2 separate regions of the Mus musculus genome follow, and region 1 is linked to region 2. Evidence: chromatin contacts called from public HiCAR-type data. All regions are on one chromosome and are shown on one strand. Each heading gives the region's core, a stretch centred on a gene start, on an enhancer-like site or on the middle of the called end of the contact. The rest is flanking DNA. Distances are from core to core; before and after follow the strand shown.

Region 1 (6,732 bases), core at 226-2,725, 2.9 Mb after region 2:
GAGGTAGTGAGACTGCATGGAAATATAATCACTAGGAGTCTTTGCCAAGAAAGCTGTTCCAAACCTTTAAAGCTGGGAAGTTGAGAAATCAGTTCCTTTTCTGGCTACAGGTAGAACATTACTACCTGAATCAGCCAAAACTCGTGTGGACATACCTTTAAGGAAAGGAGGTACACATACACACACACACACACACACACACACACACACACACACACACACACGAGTGTCATTTTTAAAAATCTGTTCTGGGGATGTTTTACCATGTTATATTTCTCACTGAGACACGAGTTCTGTGGGGACTGCACCTCAGAATTAAACACGCACAGTGCAGTCCACACAAGCTCTGAGGATGCAGGATTCTTCGCTTTGCAAGTAGTGATCTTGGCAATAAGCCTCCTTCATGCACAAAAAGCTTTGTTCTCTGCTATAGCAAGTCCCATGGCTACAGCAGGTAACTGTAACTGTGTGCTGCTAACTGGGCTCATGAGCAATTGTATTCAGGACAGGAAATGTTTTATAGCTTGATTTGATGAAGGTGGGAAATTATGTCAGCACAGTGAAATCATAAAAGCTCATTTCTCACAATCACTGATCCATTACTCTGAACCAATATGAAATTTAACATTGCAAAATATGTAATTCCATTCAAGGGTTACTGCTTAATTGCTTAACTCCTAGCCAGGGGTAGAAAAAAGCCAAGTAATTTTAAAAGCAATTAGGAAAATCACACACAGAAACATCTACTCTGCTTATTTTCCTAAAATTAGTAACCATTTTATTAAGTCTGCTTCACTAGCTACACTGTCACCCCTCAAACATAATCCCCATCCAAGAAGCAAAGTGACATCCACTCTGCAGAAGACTGTAAACCCAAATGCACACTTACCTTGTGCCACCTGTTGAACTGCCAACATTATCCCAGACACAGTGTCTGGAAGCAGGTTTTCCTTCAGATTGTACTGCGGTGCCCATTCCAAGATAGGTAGGCGCCTCTTACACCACTGCTTAATGTCTTCTCGGTGGGGGGTGTGCATCTTGCCCCACAGCACGCTTCTCTTTTTCCTCTTTGCTCCCGTCATTTTTTCAGATTTTCAGATTCCCTCCTGTAGTAGTCAACTTCTTCAAGCAAGGGAGAGAGAAAAAAAAAAAATCGTTGGAGAACACCTCCTTTCGATGCCAGGCTCCAAATCGTCTGTGGTTTACAATGTCAAAGCTATCCAGAAAATAAATGTGAGAGAGAGAGAGAGAGAGAGAGAGAGAGAGAGAGAGAGAGAGAGAGAGAGAGAGAGAGAGAGAGAAACAGAAACACGAATGGATGCAACTGAGCTGTATGCCTTACTGTGGTTCAGCTAATTATTCTAGATAAAAATTATAGACTCAAACCTTAAATTCTTATCTGAATAAGGAATGGTTTCTGTTCATGTAATACTTTTCTGAACTTGGAAAAGTAATAGGTTCGGTGGTGAGATAGTTACAGCTCCCTTGCCAGTAATTCCCTTTATATTCACTGTCGTCTTATGTTTTTGGCTGCATTCCCAATGGTTAATGAGGTAGTTCTGGGCGTGTGGTGGAAGTGGGCTGGGCTATGCTAATGAAACCAGGAAGGATCCAGCCAGCCCAGCGTCTCCTACAAGCAGAAGCGAAGTCCCGACTGCCAGAGGATTTTCTGTAAAGAATATGCTACAGCCACACTTCTTTGTGAGGTATATATTTCCAACATCACTAAAAATTGCCAATTCCATAAAAGTCGGAAACATGATAGGGGACTACATGAGTCCTTGTCATTCTATTCTCTGGAATATGAAGTTTTCATTCATAGAAAAAACATTCAGATAACCACTGTGCCATCTGAGAAAGGACTAGCTAGTTCTTATAAACAAACTGAAATTTCATCTCCTGGGCTAAGGATTTAAGTATCACAATGAGCAAATATTTGTGGCTAGAGTTTATTTTTCTTCCTGTCTCTGCTCATTCACTTTTTACTGATTGTTTCTCTATGTTTTTAATTAACACACTTATGTCATTGTAAATAAAATTTATTGAGAAATTCAGTATCATTAAAACTATTGTTTGAAGCGGCACGGGTGTGTGCACGTGCGTGCACATGTGTGTGTATGTGTGTAATAGTATTTTTGTTGATATAACTTTTAGTAGAGCATTCTTTTAAAAGCTAGTGTTACATTTATAACAGAATAGACTGTCAAAGATTTTATTATAGTATTATTTCCCACAGCCTCCAGAAGAATAAGTCTGTATTATGGTCTGAACCATTGGAATTAACCCCAAAAACCAATATTCTAACTAAAACCGTGAAGCCAGAAGAAAGAAAAGCAAGCATGTAGTTATTTACAGTGCTTTCTAATGTCCGTTTGTCCAGAGACTAGACATCAGATGCTGGAAGCTATTACAACAGTAAGAACTTAGACCCTTTATTCTCCACAGGATTCCTGCTGTGTTTTTCCCATTAATTACATTAAGAGAAAGAGCTACTTTCTCAACTTCAAAAATATGTCCCTTGCTTGTAACATATGTAATACTTGGCAATACTTTTTTTTCAAACTCCATGAATCCTAAATAGATCTAGAGATATACATTTATATGAATGTGTGAGATTTTTTTTCTGTATTTCTCTGTTATTTTCATGACATGACATTTCTAACACTTCAATATATTTCTAACTCAGGGTCAAGCTAAAGGTTAGTAGAGGAGTCTTATGGCTGAGATGAAATTCAGTGGAATAGCTACTGCCTACCATGCATGAAGCCCTTGGTTCACTCCCTAGCAAACAAAGAGGGAGAAGGAGAGGGGAAGAATCTATTTCAGAGAGGAAGCTGCAAATGGTAGCATTTTAAACTTATTGTGTGATCTAAAAATAGCCTGAGGAGATAATTGCAAATGCACACAGTAAGAAACTGTAGGCTGGCTTTCCTTCCTGTGTGGCAGTCTCTCCCTTTAGTGCATGTGTGCACAAAAGTCAAAAATTATGTACATACTCATTGTGTGTTAGTTTCCTAAGATAAACATGAAATTTAAAAGAATTCAAACCTAGGCTGAAGAGAGAGAGAGAGAGAAACTGAATGGCTCACCAGACAGTTCCTAAGAGAATAAATGTTTCCTAAAAATCCTAACGTTTAAATCTGGAGCTCAACTTCCATATCTTTCCAAGCCAACACTATTTAAAGCCTGTCTAAACCTCGCTCCACAGCACAGTATCAGTCTTATTTGTAATCAGTAATGCCAAACAAAGAGAGCTTTATGAGGAATTTCTTCACACACATGAAATTCTCAAAATGACTAGGCCAGTGCATAAAATTCAGGAGTAATAACATTTATTTGAAAGTTTCAGTGACTGAAGGTACTTTGATGTTCAATACTATATACCACCCATATGGGCCATCTCTTCCCTGAATGTCCAGCGAGCACCTACAGACATCACAAGATTTTCTGAATGTCTTCTCCTTCAGATATGGACCAACAGGACAGCTCTTCTTCCTAAAACATCATTTGAATGACATCATTAACATGTGTAAATTTCTGTAACCTCCGTTAAATTCCAACCTATTAACAAAAACAATGGAATTCTCCTGTCCTGCCTGCTGCTCCCAACTAGCTCATCATGAACTCTCCCCCAACAAGTGCGCATTAATCGGTCACTGCGAAGGAGGAAAGGAAGGAGAGTGTAGGTATTACATATGCTTTAGGAGATACTTAATGAAGGAAATGGAAAAAGGTATAACTAACATTCTATCGGGGGGGGGGGGAAGGTAAATTAATAATGAAGTCACACAGAAAGAGTTGGATGCTAAGGAACAGGGGAATTTCATTAACATTGAGGGCAAATTCATCCCATCCTGCCCAGACACTTGTGTTCCAGCAAGAAAGAGTTAATGACCTGCCATGTACTGACATCACATCTTTTACTGCCAGCATTGAGATTCATCCACATATGGACGAGCTTTTATGAAAATCTACATCTTCCATGAACACTTCCCTGGCTCCACAGCATTCTGTTCCTGTTACAGGGTTAGTATTCAAGTAGCCTTCACAGATAGAGAGCTGAAGTCATTTTCATGATTTTTTTTCCCTCCTGGCTTTACATCTTCATCTTACAATTTTCTTCTGACTCACTCATAGTGTAAATTCTTTATAAATAGGGCTTATTCATATCATTTTCTTTTTTCCTTATGATCAACTGGAAGAAACTACAGACATATCACCCACTAGATAGTGATGAATACAATAGCCCTCCTACAATGGCTCAAGGATCACTTAGCCTGTTGCAGCATAACTGCCACACTGTGCTCTAAAAGCATAGAGATAGTAGAGCAGAGAGAAAACAAGTGAAAAAAAAATAGGGAGAGCTTTTGTCTTTGCTTGCTCAACTCTTCCTTGCCCTTTCAAAATCTAAGAAATGTTCTTGTTTTTAACACAGTCCTTTTCTTTATAGTATAGAAGCTGGATTGTTGAGAAGGAAAAACTGAATGGGACGTGCACAGAGGGGGAAGGCACAAGTGACGCAGCATCCCTCCTGGCTGGAGACTTCGCAGGGTGGGGGGCTGGCATTGAGCACACTCAAAGCCGTTATGACATATAAGGGAACCGGGCCAGGCTTGAGTGAGGTCAGAGTCTTTTGAGAAATATTAAGCTGGCTATAAACTGGATCACGTTCCCTGGGTTTTGAGAGACATACGTAAAGATTGGCATATGAAATTTGATTTCAGCATGGTGCCTCACCTGTGCAGGGAAGGAGCACCAGAAGCACTGATAGATGCCTATCCAAGTGATACTGGAAACACAGACTCACAAAGCATGGCCCACAGCAGTTTCTAACTCATGTCTACCACATGAGGTTGGTATACAGTATTTCTTTTTTTTTTTTAACTTTTCTCTTTTTTTCAATTTTTTATTAGATATTTTCTTCATTTACATTTCAAATGCTATCCTGAAAATCCCCTATACCCTCCCCACCCCCGTGCCCTGCTCTCCTACCCTCCCACTCCCACTTCTTGGCCCTGGTGTTCTCCTGTACTGAGGCATATAAAGTTTGCAAGACCAAGGAGCCTCCCTTCCCAATGATAGCCGACTAGGCCATCTTCTGCTACATATGCAGCTAGTGACACAAGCTCTGGGGTACTGGTTAGCTCGGTTGCAGACCCCTTCAGCTCCTAGAATACTTCTAATGAAAAGACAGAGCACAAGGCTCGATCTGCTAGAGAAAGATGAAGCAGGAATGAAACCATTCACTAAACCATACAGCCAGCACTGCAATGCATCCACATATGGGCAAGCTTTTATTATGTCAATTAAACTCGGTACCATCTTCTAACTAATGCAAACTTTACACAGATTGGCATAACCCTTTAACCCAAATTTAGTTTTAATTTGCCTAAGCTTAGAAAAACAACCTCTTCTAATGTTTGGACCTGACTACTAGAACATTTTTTTTACCTAATTGGTAAGCCAAGACCCACTATTTCAGAGTTCTACTCATTGCTGTTTATCCTAACTTCTGAACTATATTACAGACTCTCACTTTCCTGCTCAATTCATTCAATGCTATAATTTCTGAATATAGTTCTTTATCTTTCCTAGGAGCTGTTCATTTCCTAAATACCATAACATACATATGTGAATTGCAGTCCTGAATTCTGCAATGTTTTCTCATAACCAGCCAGTCCAACAGTGAGTGAGCTCGAAAACAATGAGCAAAACTGATGACAAGAATGATCACTGACACGCTTAACTAGACATCTTTAATTAAATAGAACTTGCCAACCTGTTTGTTTTCCTTATTTTCTTTTCATTCTGCCATTATTTTGTATTATGTGACAACTGTGGTTATAGCCCTGGTGCTATAGGAAGAAAAAGTTAGGAAGATCACTGAAGTTTCTCACCTCTGACCTAGCTTCAAGTTCAAAGACAGACCCTGTCTAAATCAGGACAACTGATATCCTCTTCCAGCCATTGCATGCAAGAAAAAAAAAAGCCATGGTCAAATATGGTTTTATAGTGTCTAAAATGTGTCTTAAGGATTCATATCAAATCAAGTATGCTGTCTTTAATGGTCATATAACTTCAAAAAAAATAAAAAAGAGAGTAAAATTTCTCTGAAGACTTCATTGACTCTCCCTCTCAATACATATCCTCCATTTGGAATAAATAACAATCATAAAGAAAAAAGAGATTATTTGGAACTTAGTATTACTCAAAGGGGAACTAGCTAAAAATACTCCATTAATCTTGTATTTTTCACCTGGATCAGTTCCCCAACATAAATGTCCCCACTTTCTCAATAGTGGTTGACTTACTTTTTTTTTTTTCCATTTTTTATTAGGTATTTAGCTCATTTACATTTCCAATGCTATACCAAAAGTCCCCCATACCCACCCACCCCCACTCCCCTACCTGCCCACTCCCCCTTTTTGGCCCTGGCGTTCCCCTGTTCTGGGGCATATAAAGTTTGTGTGTCCAATGGGCCTCTCTTTCCAGTGATGGCCGACTAGGCCATCTTTTGATACATATGCAGCTAGAGTCAAGAGCTCCGGGGTACTGGTTAGTTCATAATGTTGATCCACCTATAGGGTTGCAGATCCCTTTAGCTCCTTGGGTACTTTCTCTAGCTCCTCCATTGGGAGCCCTGTGATCCATCCATTAGCTGACTGTGGGCATCCACTTCTGTGTTTGCTAGGCCCCGGCATAGTCTCACAAGAGACAGCTACATCTGGGTCC
Region 2 (6,659 bases), core at 697-3,196:
TGGTCTCTGCTCATCTCTGTCCTGCAGTCCAGCACTGCAGCTTCATTCCTGTGGCCGATGCCTGGTTTCTGTGTAAGTGCCAAGGGTCTGAACTCAGGTCCTGTGCTCGCTTAGCAGCACGTTCCCACTGAGCAATCTTCACAGCTCCCCAATGTGAGCTTCTTGCTACTCCTTTTTTATTTTTTTAAATTTATTTTAAATTATGTGCCATTACCCCATCCCCCAATGTGAGATTCTTATCAGTGTGAAGAAGTAGGATTAAGAGATGGTGTGATTTGCTTACAGACACCACAGTGTTTCTGTTGAGAACAGTCGCCAGAGCAATAGACCTGGGAGGAAATGTGGATATCTGCGTGGAAATGCCTCTCCTCAGAGACGTATTCACAGTTGGGTAGTTGTCTCCCTGCCCCTCCTTCCTTCTCCATCATCTCCCTCATTGTTTCCATCTTTCTTCTCCCCCCCCCCCCCAGTCCTTTTTCCTCATTTTCTTTCTACATCCGTGTCCCTTCCCACCGTGTTAACATTGAGGAAAAACGTGGCTGGTGAAGAGCCGTATCCAGAGCTTTATGGTACCCAGAATAGACTTTAGTTTGGCCACCTAAAGTCTTCCTGAGTGGCCAAACTATAGTCTATTCTGGCTCTGGCTCTTATCTTCCTTGTGCATAAATAAATTTGGGGCTCTGCCTTTGAGACTAAGGCACTCTCCATCTTTCTTATTTGGTGGATTCTACCTTTGCCAGCTTGGTCCCTGACAGACCTGAGGTGCAGCTGGTCACTTGGATAATTCCCAAATCGCATAGATGCCTTCGTGACACCGTTGTAACCACAGAGCAGCCCAGCCACTCCAATAGACACTGGTGCTGGCTGCTTCCCGAGGGGCCGCCAGCCAACCCACAGCAGAAGCTGGCTGGAGAAGCAGATGGATGTGTTGGAAAGGCTAGCATGGACTCTAAACACAGCATGTGGGAAATGCCCACGTCCCCGGGAAATACCCATGTCCTGGGGAAGAGGTCACTTAGCAGTGCAGTTTAAAATGTACTTAAGGCAGGTTTCATTGCAGGGCCTCTTGTTCTCAATCCACAACTGTAGTAAGGGCAAGGTTCTCCAGGCCCACCAGAACCACAGGTCTTTGCAAATCTTAGCAAATGATAGAAGCAGTAGGGCTCTCTCAGGGGATTGAGCCTCCTTGTATCTCCCCATGGCTGGGAAGTCCTGGCTCTAGGCCAAAGTTCCAGCCATGCTGAGCAGCTCGGTTCTGAGATGCGCTGATTGGGGTGTGATTAAATTTCTGATGGAGGAGATTCAGCATTGTGGCCAAAACAGGGGGATGGCAGTGTTTAGCACAAGCTGCTTGGAGCCAACCTGCCCCTTTTCAAGATCCCCTACTCTTTCCTCCGACTCTTCTCTTTTGGATCTCTTCCAGAAGAAGGAAACAAAGCAGTATGTCCCAAGTCAGAGATAAGAAGTCAGGAAGCAGGAAGGGCCTGGTTGCTTCTCAGAGCATGCTCTGAAGGTGGTCTGTCCACTCAGGGTGGCTGTAGCCTCATCCTGGAGGCCGGAGTCCCGCTCACTCAGACGGATCTGTTTTCTTGGCAAAGCTGGACTCGCGGCTTGGGCCTGTTTCTTTCCTCATCCTTTATTCAGACAGCTTACAAGTGCTCTGCTGGGAAGGGCGATTAAGTAGCACTAAGTGTATTTTTCCAGTGTCCACCTGATAAAAAGAAAATAAAACAAAATCAACGATTGAACTGTCATTTTTTTTCTCCCTCACTCCCCTCAAGGGGATAGGGGAGTCACATGACTACGAGTAACTGATTTAGCCAAGTGGCTGCAACTCAGTTTGCTGCAGAGCCGCCCCCTCCCGGCGGGAGCGCTGACGTCACGGAAAAGCCCCGTCGCGGGGCTGCCGGGCGCGCTATAAACGGCGGCGGGCAGCGGAGGCTTCAGGAGGCGGCACTGCCAGCGGACATCACACAGCCTCGGACTGCGGAGCCCGCATCGCAGACGTCAGGCGTTGCAGCAGGCGGATCGACGGCAGACGCCCACCCAGCGCCCAGTGCAGCCAAGTAAGGGGCCATGGCTGAGGGGCAGTCCCAGTGGGAGCCTCTGTGGGAAGGGGCGTTCCTGGTCTCCGAACTTTTTAAGTTAGGAAGGCAGCCAGTCCCTAGACTCCCTAGGTCTGTACCGGGGGTTCTGCCGTGGGAGAAAGAAGTTCAGGCGCAAAGGATGCGCTTCTGATGGGGGTTTCTAAATTCAATTTCGGAGGAGTGTCACCTTACAGATTAGGTGGCCAGGCGGCAGACTTCAAGGTCTGCTGTCGCAAGTCTGTCAACCCAGGGACTGTTTTTAAGACTTAAAAAGAAACCGGCTGGTTCTGGATCGTGGCATAGGTGTGATGTATGGAGTAGGGTGTGTGAGCTGAGCGTGATCCTTGCGCTCACGCGGGGAGCTTGCTGAGTTAAAAACCATAGAGCGGTTATCTCGGGCAGTCTTGGCAGAACAGACTGCCTGTCAGGCAAGGCAGTCTTGCAAGGAAAAAGTTGTAGGAAGTTGTTGAGTGGCTTTTCACTGAGTCTCTGATCTTCTAATTTACGTCAGAAAGGTGCAATTTTTAAAATAAATAATTATATACAGTAAAAAAATCATGGAGTGGACGACGTTCCTTAAGAATGAAGCCCTTTTTGTACAAGTGTGATGTGTCTGAATGTGAGCAGGTCCTTCCCCTCTCAGAAGAACCAGCCTCAGGGCTGCTACGCTAAACAGTTTCTGTAGATAAGAGGGTAGAGCTGAGGCATAGCACTCAAACAGAAACTGTCCCACTCCCCAAATAACGGCCTCTTCAGTCAGGCAGCTGGAGGACATCAGGGCAACCTTACTAAACATGGAAGTTCCCCCAAAGTGCCTGTCCAGTCCAGCCAGGGGAGTGATGTCATTGCCGCGTGTTTCCCACTGAGGCTCAAGACTGCAGGATGCGGGGGCAATTAAGAGCCATGTTTAGACAAGAACAGTTAACCTGGCCAGCTGGTGCCCAGCAGCTCTAACTTGTTGCTGATGGTAATGTCATTTCTGGAGGCAATGGGTTCCTTCCAGCTGCCTCTGTGCCAACTCCCGGTGGGATTTCCAAAGCTCCTTTAAGGACAGAGGGAGCTTATGGGCAATGGATGGATGGTGTTACTGCTACTACAAACGACAGCCTGATTGAGAAGCTAGTTACTGAGTGTGTGTGTGTGTGTTGTTGTTGTTGTTGAAAATTTTGCTTTCTAGGCTTAGGGACAGTTTAGTGGTTGATTCTTACATTAAGAATTCATACCCATCAAATGAAGCACCAAAGACAACTGTGTTGAGCGCCCCTGGGCCTGGCTCATTCTTAATCATATTGCCATCTTTACTGCTCTGATTCCTAGGATCCCGCAATGACTCTGAATAATGTCACCATGCGCCAAGGCACTGTGGGCATGCAGCCACAGCAGCGCTGGAGTATCCCTGCTGATGCCAGGCATCTGATGGTCCAGAAGGATCCCCACCCCTGCAACCTCCGAAACCGCCACTCTACTGCTCCGGAAGAGCACTGCCGGCGGAGCTGGTCGTCCGACTCCACAGACTCGGTCATCTCTTCTGAGTCTGGAAACACCTACTACCGAGTAGTGCTTATAGGGGAGCAAGGAGTGGGCAAGTCCACCCTGGCCAACATCTTTGCAGGTGTGCATGACAGCATGGACAGCGACTGTGAGGTCTTGGGAGGTAGGTGGCCCAGCCCCGGTGGGCTTCTGTCTTGTAAGCAGAAAGAGTGAGAGGGAGTGGGTCATTTTTTCTGCAGAATTGGGAGCCAGGCATAATGGTACACACTTGCAATCCCAGCACCAGGAAGGAAGAAGCAGAAGGGCTAGGAACTCAAGGTCATCTTCAGATACAAAAAGAGTTTGAGGCTAACCTGGGCTATGTGATTCTGTCTCAAAAAAAAAAAAAAAAAACAACAAATTGAAACAAAATGTATCTTTAGGATTAGGAGAACCTATACCTTCTCAATACTGAGATGGTGACAGAGGCCTAACTGCTGGCACAAAGCCTCAAGCACAAAAAAAGACAAGACAGGAGGAATACATGTACGCAGGACCAAATCTGTTGACCCAAGTTATCAAGGGGCTTTCTGAAGGTCAGGTCTGAGGGGTCCAAGAAGGCTGACTTGACCCTGGACTGGTTTTGGAGAGTTCACTACTGGAACGTTTTCTGTGACTATGCATAAAACCGAACCGATTTGGAAGGGAAAGAAACCTGCTAGAGTGGATCGATTAGTGTGCTTCCACTAACATTAGAAGCATTTGCAAGTGTAAGTAGGTCAAATGCTGTACTTGAAGTAGCATAATAACTTAAAAAACTGAGCTATGAAGATGGTGATAAATGCCCTGCATAGAGCCTGACAGGTCTCCAGATGATTTTCTGTATATGACCTATTTCCAGGATTTATTTATTTAATTCTTACCTATTTCTAGACCCACTTTGTACAAACATACATACACAACAACAGGTGGTAGCTTTTTAATATTCTGGGGTGGAAATTACAACTGGGTAGCCAGTTGTTGTCATACAATGTCCTTCAGCTAGAGCTCCAACATCAGTATATGTACCTGGAACAGCTGCACCCCCTAATTACAGCTGTAGAAATGGAGGGAGGATTGTTCAGTGTCTGTCCCCACTTTCAGTTAAAATGAGAGGAGTAAGCTCGGGAAAGATGGCTTAGTGGCGTCTCATTTCTCTCTATTCAACGTGTGCAAATCTTACTCCTCACTACAACAGCCCATTTCATGGAAAGGGTTAATTCTCCTCAGCTGTCTTGGTGTTAGGGAGTTAGTGCTTCAAGAGGCAGCTCAGGGACTGCGGGCCATGAATGATGGCTCCCTGATGGCTCCCTGATATAGCATCCATTCCTTTCCCCACTTTCAGAATCTCAGAGTCAAGGAGAAACAGGGCTGGCCTTGTGCAGTTGCTTTGCTCTTTGTATGGGCCACTGGGTGCTAGAAGACAGCGAAGGAGGAAGGAGATAATACTCAGAATGGGCGTGCCTAGTGGGAGGGGCCTTCCTGAAGTGCCTCGTGGTTGCTGATGTTTATTTCAGTCCTTTCAGAATTCCTATGCCCATGCATGAACAGGGTCTTGGGGAGGATGATTGGCAGATGGAGACCCGCCCTTCCGGGAAGCTGGGTGTAGAGGCTGGGGTTTTAGGATCTTATGTTGTTGCTGCTTTACACTCCTTCGACTAGCCTGGGTCCTGTGCTCTGTGTGTCCCTTCCTAATGTTCTCTAGATAGTACATGTCAGTATCTCTACAGGGCTGGAGGCTGACAGAGCTAAGTGGCTCCTAGGGCTGGCATCCAAACCTGCTTGTGGTTTAACCAAAAACCCACTTTCTTTTACTGTCCTCTGGATCTAACTTTCAAATGCTGTTAAGTACACAGCACACGGGTCAGCACCATGTAGACTTTGGGTACCCAGTGGCGGCTGAGTGGTGAGGCACTCAGAGCCACCGAGTGTAACTGAGAACATGGTGGCATTAGCAAGTACTGAGAAGCATAATAACTGCTCTAACTGTAATGATGCTGACAGAGGGGCAGGATTGTTTTGTTTGTTTAAAGAGGGAGGAGTTGAAAAGTTAGTGGACAATAGGCCCAGTAGAATAGTTTGCCCATTAGAAGGGGTGGTATCTATTCAGAGGGCAATACCCAATAGGCATAAAGCAATGGGACTTATATGCAACTGGAAGAGGGAAAAGTAGGAAACTTCTTTGGAGAGAGACAGGGATGGCACTCTTCCTTAACTGCGACTAGACTGAGCATCTGATATTGAGAAACTTCTCAGTGATGGATCCATCCACTGTTGCACATCCTCTGTGAGTCGGCTACATTCACTTGCTTTAGAAGTGCATCAGAAGTCATTCACATCGACGTGTAAGCTTTATTTTTCCCCAGAGGAAGGTTTTCCAAAGCACACCCGTGCATTGGCTTTATCTTTTTCCTTTCAGCATTTATTTACCAGGGGGAATGTACATGATAGTCTTCTCCACCATTTCTCCTAATAAAGATGGATGTTCTTCCAGCCTGTTGCAACAGTCATATGATTCTCTGTGCATAGTTAATTCCAGCTGTACATCCACCCATTCATCCATTCATTGATCCATTCATTTCTAAGTCATTACTGAACATGTAGCACAGCCCTTGGTGAGGCACAGTGGGAGTAGAAGGCACATGCAGAGCCCTGGAGTTTTCCCTTAGCATCTCACAATCTGCAATGGAGGTCAGATATACACCCATTGGAAAACAAGCCAGGATATGACGGTGATCTTGAGTTATGGGGAGAAAATGGAGGTTGGAGAAAAGAATTCTGTCTGTGTAAATCAGAAAAGGCTTAGTGGAAGAAAAGGTCTCTGATCTGGCCTTGAAGACAACTAGGACTTAGGAGGCCTGAGCTGAAGCAGCTCACAGCACAGGGAATGAGCTCTGGATTTGGAATGTACTGAGTGGGGAGAGACTCTGCCACCCCCAGGTGACACAGACTTAGCTAAGTGCTCTTGGGTTAGCTTCTTTACCTCAGGAAGCTTCCTCTCCAGTATAATTGGAGCGATTCGTCCTAGGATGGCACAGTTACCAAAGGAGAGAGCAGAGGGCA

Evidence for each region. HiCAR-type assays count read pairs that join an accessible place to other places.
Region 1: a contact with region 2 is called in a HiCAR-type map of astrocytes, with 3 times the contacts expected there. The contact joins the promoter of Slc26a7 here to the promoter of Gem in region 2. A contact is called at or near these places in 1 of 39 promoter capture datasets (hippocampal neurons) and 1 of 115 datasets of contacts at active chromatin or transcription factors (astrocytes).

What each region holds. Positions count from the first base shown.
Region 1 is chr4:14,620,303-14,627,034 of GRCm38.p6, forward strand. Slc26a7 (solute carrier family 26, member 7) reads right to left here and starts at 1,476. Exons shown (of 19, transcript NM_145947.2): 1 at 1,387-1,476; 2 at 890-1,122. The coding sequence starts at 1,082. It also overlaps a transcript of Lrrc69 not described here.
Region 2 is chr4:11,702,501-11,709,159 of GRCm38.p6, forward strand. Gem (GTP binding protein (gene overexpressed in skeletal muscle)) reads left to right here and starts at 1,947. Exons shown (of 5, transcript NM_010276.4): 1 at 1,947-2,066; 2 at 3,405-3,741. The coding sequence starts at 3,414.